Regions from separate parts of the Macaca mulatta genome. Here region 1 is linked to region 2. Evidence: chromatin contacts called from public Hi-C data. All regions are on one chromosome and are shown on one strand. The core of a region is the stretch at or near the end of the contact, and the rest is flanking DNA. Distances in the headings are between cores, read along the strand shown. Region 1 overlaps WBP1L (WW domain binding protein 1 like). Region 2 holds the start of WBP1L (WW domain binding protein 1 like).

What was found. Hi-C and Micro-C count contacts between places; a contact is called where the count stands out from the background.
Region 1: a Hi-C map of liver shows a contact between it and region 2, with 2.7 times the contacts expected there. The contact joins the enhancer-like site here to the promoter of WBP1L in region 2. A contact is called at or near these places in 5 of 14 Hi-C or Micro-C datasets (CD4 T cells, blood, cortical neurons and 2 more).

What each region holds. Positions count from the first base shown.
Region 1 is chr9:114,947,638-114,952,179 of T2T-MMU8v2.0, forward strand. WBP1L (WW domain binding protein 1 like) reads left to right here. Exons shown (of 4, transcript NM_001194587.3): 4 at 701-4,394. The coding sequence ends at 1,437. All of the region lies in intron 1 of LOC144331320 (a long non-coding RNA gene), which reads right to left. It overlaps LOC144331324 (a long non-coding RNA gene), which reads right to left. Exons shown (of 2, transcript XR_013398377.1): 2 at 3,741-4,542. Among named protein-coding and RNA genes, the nearest start is that of CYP17A1, 24 kb to the right of the region's middle. Within about 2 kb of position 2,419, at least 12 of the 40 cell types and tissues checked have an H3K27ac peak or open chromatin away from gene starts, as enhancers often do. A contact at or near this core is called in CD4 T cells and liver, where this site is marked.
Region 2 is chr9:114,871,064-114,875,438 of T2T-MMU8v2.0, forward strand. WBP1L (WW domain binding protein 1 like) reads left to right here and starts at 2,650. Exons shown (of 4, transcript NM_001194587.3): 1 at 2,650-2,779. The coding sequence starts at 2,690. It also overlaps a transcript of SFXN2 not described here.

The DNA.
Region 1 (4,542 bases), core at 1,169-3,668, 76 kb after region 2:
TATATTATAATTAAATTATCTGTGTCATAAGGCATTCAGCACATTCAAAAGATAACTCACCTAGCATGTTTTTAATAAGCTTTGGATGGCATAGGCCCCTTACCCTTCACCGGTCACCCATCTGCTCCTGATCTGAGCCAAGGTGAAGTTTGGTTTGTGTTTCCAGACCACCTCCAGCCACACTAGAGACAACAGAGATTTCTAACCCCCTAGCAAAAGACCCTGCGTAGTGCATTTGGAAGGTTAGGAGGAAGAAAAGTAGTTAAGAAGTCTAAGTCAGAGACCCTGACCCCGAGGCCTGTGGGACTTGGATGAAGGACACAGTCTAAGCAAGAACACGAGACTCGTATGCATGTGGAAATAGGTCCATTCCAGGCAGAAGTTATTTTTTGGCCATCTACCACGTTTGCCTAATTCTCAGCCTTAACTCCCAACAGGCATGAAGTCCTTGCCTACGAAGCAGCTTTAGGGGCTCTCAGATTTCAAGCAGCTAGGTTAGGCCCCTCCCAAACTGTCCCTCTCTCTCTCTGCAGAATTGCTCACAGCTCTCTCTCCTCTGCCCACAACCAAGAGCTGTAGCCATCACTTGGTGGGTGCTCTGGGGTGGGAAGAGACAGTGCAAATGTTCAGCGGGAGCTTTGCAGTCTGCCCTAGAACATGACGAGCGCAGTAATTTCTCCTTCCTACCTCCTCATTTTAGGGTTTTTGCCAAACTATTTACTACCTCCTTATGAGGAAGTGGTGAACCGACCTCCAACTCCTCCCCCACCATACAGTGCCTTCCAGCTACAGCAGCAGCAGCTGCTGCCTCCACAGTGTGGCCCTGCAGGTGGCAGTCCCCCGGGCGTCGATCCCACCAGGGGATCCCAGGGGGCACAGAGCAGCCCCTTGTCTGGTCCCAGCAGAAGCAGCACAAGACCCCCAAGCATCGCTGACCCTGAGCCCTCTGACCTACCAGTTGACCGAGCAGCCACCAAAGCCCCGGGGATGGAGCCCAGTGGCTCTGTGGCCGGCCTGGGGGAACTGGACCCAGGGGCCTTCCTGGATAAGGATGCAGAATGTAGGGAGGAACTGCTGAAAGATGACAGCTCTGAACACGGCGCACCCGACAGCAAAGAGAAGACGCCTGGGAGACACCGCCGCTTCACAGGTGACTCGGGCATTGAAGTGTGTGTGTGCAACCGAGGCCACCATGACGATGACCTCAAAGAGTTCAACACGCTCATCGATGATGCTCTGGATGGGCCCCTGGACTTCTGCGACAGCTGCCATGTGCGGCCCCCTGGTGACGAGGAGGAAGGCCTCTGCCAGCCCTCTGAGGAGCAGGCTCGAGAGCCTGGGCACCCGCACCTGCCACGGCCACCCGCATGCCTGCTGCTGAACACCATCAACGAGCAGGACTCTCCCAACTCCCAGAGCAGCAGCTCCCCCAGCTAGAGCAGGCCCTGCCAGCACCCACAACTTGGCAAAGCAACCAGGGTAGGGGAGAACCACGAGAGAAGCATTAAGTGACTTTCAAAGACTTTCAGAGTACAGCCACTTGGTTCCTTTTTGTTTGTTTTCCTCCTTCTCTCCTGCATTTTCCTCCATCTCCAGGTACAGTTCGGGGTGTGGATGCTTCTCCTTCCACAAGGGCACAGTGTTGTGGAGGCTAAGTTGGTTCTGTGACTCATTCCTCATACTCCAACTCCATCTCCGTTCTTTAAAGTCAAATCTCACCTACCTGTTTGGATCAGAGAGATGTGGTTTAAAAGCCCCCAAGGAAAGAGGCTGGGACTGTGCCCTGTCATGATTCTTGGTGATGGATTAGGTTTGTGCTCTGATTCTAGTTTAAGAGAACGTTGCCGTGTCTCAGTCCAGGAGAGGCAGCCCATCTTGGCCCTGGATGAAAAAGGAAGCCCACAGAGGCCCAGGGCTTGTCACTGTGGCTGCCAGTGTCTGCCGAGCCAGCACTGAGCTAATCCTGTGGGAGGATGAGAGCTGCTGGGCCATTGTATGATAGGTTGGTAGGGGCTTGTTGATCTGTCAAATTCCAGGTGACAAGATCGATGCACCCCATGTGCCCTTGAGGTGCCTCTTCCCCGGGCTCTGGCTGGCTGCAGGCTGGTTCTGGTGTGAAAGATGATACTGCCTTTTCTTCGTTTGTTTGTTTCCTCTAAAAACAAACAGCAAAAGACAGCTGAAAACAAGAACTTCACCGGTGGGCAGGCAAGAATTCTCTTCTGGAAACTGACGTTTGTGGCTCTTTCCCAAGTTGGCTTTCAAAGAGCCTGGCTGCCGTTGAGCCAGAAGATGTCTTGTGTGAAGGCTGGGGTGGAAGCTGTCTTGGAACCTCTGCGAGCCGGGGGCCCTAAGCCACAGCAGTGAATAGAGGCGCAGCGCTCGGCCCCTCTGCCCTTTGGTCTGTGTTCACAGGTGACCCGTGTCAGCCTGTGTTGCCAGCACACGCCCTGCGGGCCTTCATGTCTCACTGTTCCGTATGAGGAAACAGACAGCGGACTGAGGAAGCCATGGCCCCTGAGAAAGGGCCCCTGTGGCCTGGCTCTCACACAGAATTTTATCTTTGATTCTGAAGAAATATTTTTTGTGGGTTTTTCTTTCTTTTTTTTTTTTTTTTTGGTGGCGGTTGTTGTTTGTTTTAAACTGACCACTTGGAAGAAATACCTTGGTTATCTGTGGTTTTCATGCCTTGTCCCTGCCTCTGCCCCCACCCCTTTTGAGTCGGGTGACTCATTTTTCTGTGTAGAGACTCGGTGGCCCAGGCAGGAGGTGGAAGCAGCCGTCCGGAAGGCCCTGGGGACGCTTGTGCCTGTTGCTCAGCTTCAGGTCACCGGCTGAGCTGTGACAGGAAAATCCGAATGGAGGCAGCAAACAGCCAAAACAAACATTCCCCGCCCGGCCCTGTGCATATAAAGAGTCTGTTTCTTCCCCCAACTCTTGAACGATGATGATATTCAGACGAAGCATTGATGTTATGGAAGAAAGAAAGAAAAAGAAAAAAATATATATATATGTGTATGTCCAAAAACAGACAAATCCAAGGCTGTGAGGTAAACATGTCTGCATTTGGATTCCACAAAACCAAAATCCATGTTGAACAAAGTGAAGTCCGTACACAGTGACTTTTTGGGTGAGCCGTGTGTGTCTGTCCATTGTGTGTGAGCCTCAAGCCCTGTTTTCCTGTGAAGATACTTTGAGTGGCAGCCATTCTCCCCACGTGAACCACACGTCTGGAGCACAGACAGCCCTCTCAAGGTCATTGATCTTACGCATTTACTGTTTACCGAACAAATGTCTGACTGTGTACTCGGGAGTACTCCGCAGCATTGTCGACTGCAGTCCCCTGTGTTTGCCAGATACTGTGCTTGAAGTAGAGGTTTTACTCTACTCATCACTGCGATTTGCACATTGCTCCGTGGACACTCGGAGACCTGTGTTATGTTCCCTGTAAATGGAAGCGTGCTCTGAGCCTGTCTGCCTCCCTCGGCTGCTGCTGGTCCTCAGTACCAGCCCCCAGGGGTGTCCACAACCACTTGGGACAGAAGAAGGTGGAATTTCAGACAGAAGCTTGATTGGGTCTTCAGTGACAGGCTTGGACTAGCTGTGGCCCAGACATCGGCCCTGCCCAGAATTGCCAGGAGGAGGCTTTGCAGGCTGTAGCGGGGCCACAGGGCCTGCCTCCCTCTGGTGAGTCCAACAGTCGCAAGCAAGCTAGCATGTGGCCAGAGGCGGCCAGAGTGTGTCACAGCTCTCAGATGCCTTTCCTTCCACCTTTTTTTTTTTTTTTTTTTTTTTAAGAATCCCCAAATAACTCACTGAAGGGTCTCAAAGGCGAACAAGTTTTACCAAAATGAATCCTTTTTCAGTTAACAGATCAAATGGATGAGTTCTGACCCTCTCAAGTTCCTTTCCCCAGTTAGAGTGGGGAACTGGGCAAGTGTTAACTGTGGGACTCACTGCAGCGTCCTACCCTAAAGGCACGAGAAGACAGAAATGCAACCTGCGGAGCTGGGCTTGGATCCCAAGTCACAGTTTGGCCCCTGCTACAGGAGGCTGCCCTGCTCAGAGAGAGATTTAATAGGGAGCTGAAGGAATCCTTAGGGGGCCAGGGAGATGTGACTGAGACTGGTTTTCCACGTGAATGAGACGGGGTTGGTGGAGGGTTTGGTGCTACAGCCAGTCGGAAGATTTGCAAATGCGAACACATTCCTGTGTGGGGCACGCTACCCTTTGTCAGTTATTGTGAATATGTGTATTTTAAGCAATAAGATTCAGCTGGTCAGACTTTTCTGGGCAGTCTCGGTGACGCATTTCCTGTGCTGTGATTGTTCTGAAGACAGAGTGGCTCTAACCACTGTGAGAAGCCCGAATAAAAATTGATCCCCAAAATGCTACTGCTCTTTCTTGCTGCACTTCGTTCCCTTTTCTTCTTCCTCAGTCTTCAGGGAATTGCACCTCAAGATCCTAAACCACAAGCACTTTTCTCTACCCAGAGACTGAGAGGTTGTCACACAGCCATTGAGGACAGGGTGCTGGGCCAAA
Region 2 (4,375 bases), core at 1,400-3,899:
ATGACTCACTGCTGCCTCAACCTCCTGAGTAGCTTCTTTTTCCTGAGTTCGGCTTGAATTGCATGGGTAAAAGGTTCCATTGCTCAGGAGAGAAGGAGGAAATGAAGAAGAGGTATAGAAGCTTCCTTTTGATTTAAGATCTTTTCCTCAATCCTGGCTAGAACCAGAATCCTAAAGGTTTCCTGACTACCATGCCCAGCTAATTTTTAAGTTTTTTGTAGACAGAGGGCCTCACTATGTTTCCCAGGTTGGTCTTGAACCCCTGACCTCAAGCAATCCTCACACCTTGGCCTCCCAAAGTATTGGGATTACAGGCGTGAGCCACTGCACCCTACCTGGGGTTTCTTAGTGATGATGAAACCTAGCCTTTATATGGAAGACTTACAACTTTTTGAGGCCGGGATTGAGAAACCTTGTGCCATGAAAATAATTTGGTCCTTGCCTAGTACTCAATTTTTACTTCTTCTCTAAGAAGCTTGACTTGTGGGATGGATAAGTTTCTAAGAAATGAGAGATTGGCAAAAATACTTGTCACTTTTTGCAGTACTTGGCAAAGCAGGATCAAGATAGACCCAGAACTATGGACTTTCTTAAGCTGAGGCAAAACTGACTTAACTCTTACCTGTTTCCCATTTTTCCAACACTTAAGCCAAGAACAACTCCCTCTGGGTTCAGATGGGGGCTAGACTGGGCCAGGCTGTAAAACATTTTGACAGGTTTTTGAGAGGAAATTGACTGCTACAGTCAACTGTGTTATTTGCCATGGGTCTTCCTTTGTCCATTTATTTTACCAACTTTTTTTTTTTTGCTTTTTTTTGAGACAGAGTCTCACTCTGTCACCCAGGCTGGAGTGCAGTGGCACAATCTCGACTCACTGCAACCTTTGCCTCCCGGGTTCAAGCAATTATTCTGCCTCTGCCTCCTGAGTAGCTGAGACTACAGGCGTGCACCACCACGCCTGGCTAATTTTTTGTGTTTTTAGTAGAGATGGGGTTTCACCATGTTGGCCAGGCTCGAGCTCCTGACCTCAGGATCCGCCCACCTCAGCCTCCCAAAGTGCTGGGATTACAGGCATGAGCCACCACACCTGGCCTTTTTTTTTTTTTTTTTTGGAGACAGAGTCTCACTCTGTTGCCCAGGCTGGAGTACAGTGGGACAATCAAGGCTCACTGCAGGCTCAACCTCCCTAGCTCTGGTGATTGTCCCACCTCAGCCTCCCAAGTAGCTGGGACTTCAAGTGCGTACCACCATGCTTGGCTAATTCGGCTAATTTAATTTTTTTATTTTTGTAGAGACAGGGTCTCGCCATGTTGTCCAGGCTGGTTTCAAACTCCTGAGCTCAAGGGATTCATCTGCCTCAGCCTCCCAAAGGGCTAGGATTATAAGCATGAGCCACCACGCCTGGCTATTTTACTAACATTGATCAAGCTCCTGGTTGAGCCTTGTACAGAATATTACAGGCTTTAAAAGAAGAAGAAAGACCTGATATGCTATACAAAAAGCTGCATACTGGGCAGGCAGATGTGTTACGAGAATCCAGAAGCAGCAGCAAGGAGTGGGGGCTAGGAGTTTGTAAGCAAGGAACTGTATCTGCAATATGTAAATGAAGTTATTGGGCATCTCTTCAGTGGTCAGTGTGAGTGGAATGTGTGGGAAAATGTAGTGGTGAGAGGTGACATAAAGAGTAGACAGGGACGAAGTCACAGAGAGGACCGTGTTGGGAAGTTTGGACCCTCTATTCTGTAGGTAGATGAAGTATTTAAAAGAGGAGGCCATGATATAATAATATTTGGTTTAATGTGGTACGGTTGTGGTATGTGGCAGAAATTTGAGAGGGAAGAATTGGCAACTTGCAGGGCAGCAGGGAAGCCATTTGTATTTAGCTAGAAGAACATGGATTGAAGCAATGGATGGTGGATTTCAGAGCAATTTGTGAGGCAGAACCAGAATTTCGTCCGTCGAACTTGGGGTGACGAAGCACTATGCCTCAGATAAAGGTACTGTCTTCTAGGGAATTTAAACGGACCTAAGTTGCTATTTGGGCAGTTGAGACCAAGAGAGGCATCCTGGTTTTAGTGCTGTGCTGCAAGACAAAAGACATTAAAAGATTTTTACGTTGCAATTGTTTTCCTTTTCAGGAGCGCCTGGTTACCTTTCAGGAATAATTTATTTTCCAGCACCGTTAAGAACCACTATACCTCTTTTTCTTTTTTTTTGCTGTGGAAAACTGGAAAACTAGTACTTCCGCCACACTCAAGATGGCTACATCAGTAATAGCCTTTTCCATCCACCTGTGTGGCCTCGCCCATTTATGTAGCTACTTCCGCCACTCTCTGCGGGTTGGGACGCATTTTACACCTCCTCGCAGCTTTCAAGATGGCCCAGCTTCCTCCTACTTTTTATTGGCTGGATCGCTTCGTCTTCAGGAGAAGGCGGGACTTATGTTTGATCGACAGCTACATTGATCAATGGGCAAAGGGCAAAGGCCAACGAGGAGCTGGAAATGGAGAGTCTCCCGCGTGTCTGGGAGGGTGTTTTGTGCGGGGCGGAGTGGAGCCGAGCCGGAAGCGGGAGGGGAGAGTCAAACAGGAAAAGAAGGGAAGAAGGAAGAAGAGGGTAGAGGAGGAGAGGGAGGAGGAGGAGGAGGGAGGTGGCGGCGCCGTGGCGGAGGAGCAGGAGCAGGAGGGGGATGGAGAGGAGAAGGCTCCTGGGTGGCATGGCGCTCCTGCTCCTCCAGGCGCTGCCCAGCCCCCTGTCAGCCAGGGCTGAACCCCCGCAGGTAAGGGGGAGGGGGCGTCTGGGCCATGCTGGGTCCTGGAGGTCGTCGAGGCCTGGCTGGAGGGGTCTGAAGGAGTGTTGTTGCCAAGAGTTGAGGGGTCCCGAGAGGGGCGTCTATGCCTGGCGTGGACAGGATCTAAAGGGGCGTCGGTGTTTAGCTGAGGGACACCTGTGACAGTTTTGGTGTCAAGGAGGTGGCAGAGGCATGATGCCAAGCGAGTGAGGGGCGTTTGAGACGGCAGGTTGGTTAGGCGGGCTGGGGTGACTGTGGCTGGATAGCGGTGCCAAGCTGGGGATGTGGGCCTTATTCGTGTCCCCTCTGTGGAGCAGGTGTCCCAGGCAGCAATGCAGTATGTACGTCTGTCTGTGTAGGGGTACACAGGCTATTGAGTTGGCCTATGAAGGAGAGGATCCTGAGAGGATATTTCTTTCAGGATGGACTGGGGAAAGTTCCGAGGGCATCTTAGTCTCTTTAAAAAAAAAAAAAAAATTATTATGTTCCTGGGAGAGACTTGGCCCCATTTTTAAATCTGTAAGCCATGGCGCCCTTGGTTGGAGGCAGGACTCTCAGAAGGCAGGTGGGATGAAACAGAGTGGAACCCCTCAGGAGGAGGAGCACTCTTTGAGCTGTAACAAGCTCTTGCGGTTAGGCTGGCTGGCCTGGGAGAGCAAGGCACGGATTCTGATCTGAGCCAGCTCAGGGCTTTTGACCACAGGGTGGTTCTGATGCCAATATGGGCAGCAAATGGAGCACCCCAGCTTTTCTTGCTGGGTGGCTTGCTCCTTACCCAGGCAGAGAAGCTTGCATGTGCTGATTCCAGCTCCAGCTGGCATTTCGAAACCCTAACCAGAGCGTTACTGCTGGTGCCAAGTTGGGTGGGGTGCAGTGGGGGCAATCACCCCTCCTTCTTTGCATTTGGCAAAGCTTTATTATTCTTTTTTCTTCACTTTCTGTTCTTTTCCCCGTTTTTTTCAGAAAGGCATACAGACATAGACACATAGCATAATGGCAAAGTCTATACAACTTAGCGCTTGAACTTCTGTTGTGAACAAGAGCAGAAACTGAGTGCCAGCAAAAATACTTATCTTTTCCCTAGGAGTTTTAGGACTGCCTTTTCACAAATACATCTTGTTTTGCCCATTATCCTCTGTTTTAAAATACTGATTAAAAAATAAGTTGAGGCCGGGCGCGGTGGCTCAAGCCTGTAATCCCAGCACTTTGGGAGGCCGAGACGGGCGGATCACGAGGTCAGGAGATCGAGACCATCCTGGGTAACACAGTGAAACCCCGTCTCTACTAAAAAATACAAAAAACTAGCCGGGCGAGGTGGCAGGCGCCTGTAGTCCCAGCTACTCGGGAGGCTGAGGCAGGAGAATGGCGTGAACCCGGGAGGCGGAGCTTGCAGTGAGCTGAGATCCGGCCACTGCACTCCAGCCTGGGTGACAGAGTGAGACTCCGTCTCAAAAAAAAAAAAAAAAAAAGTTGAAATTCACATGACAAAAAACATTTTAAAGTGAACAATTCAGTGGTATTTAGTACACTTACAATGTTGTGCAACTACCACCTCTATCTAGTTCCAAAACATTTTCATCACCC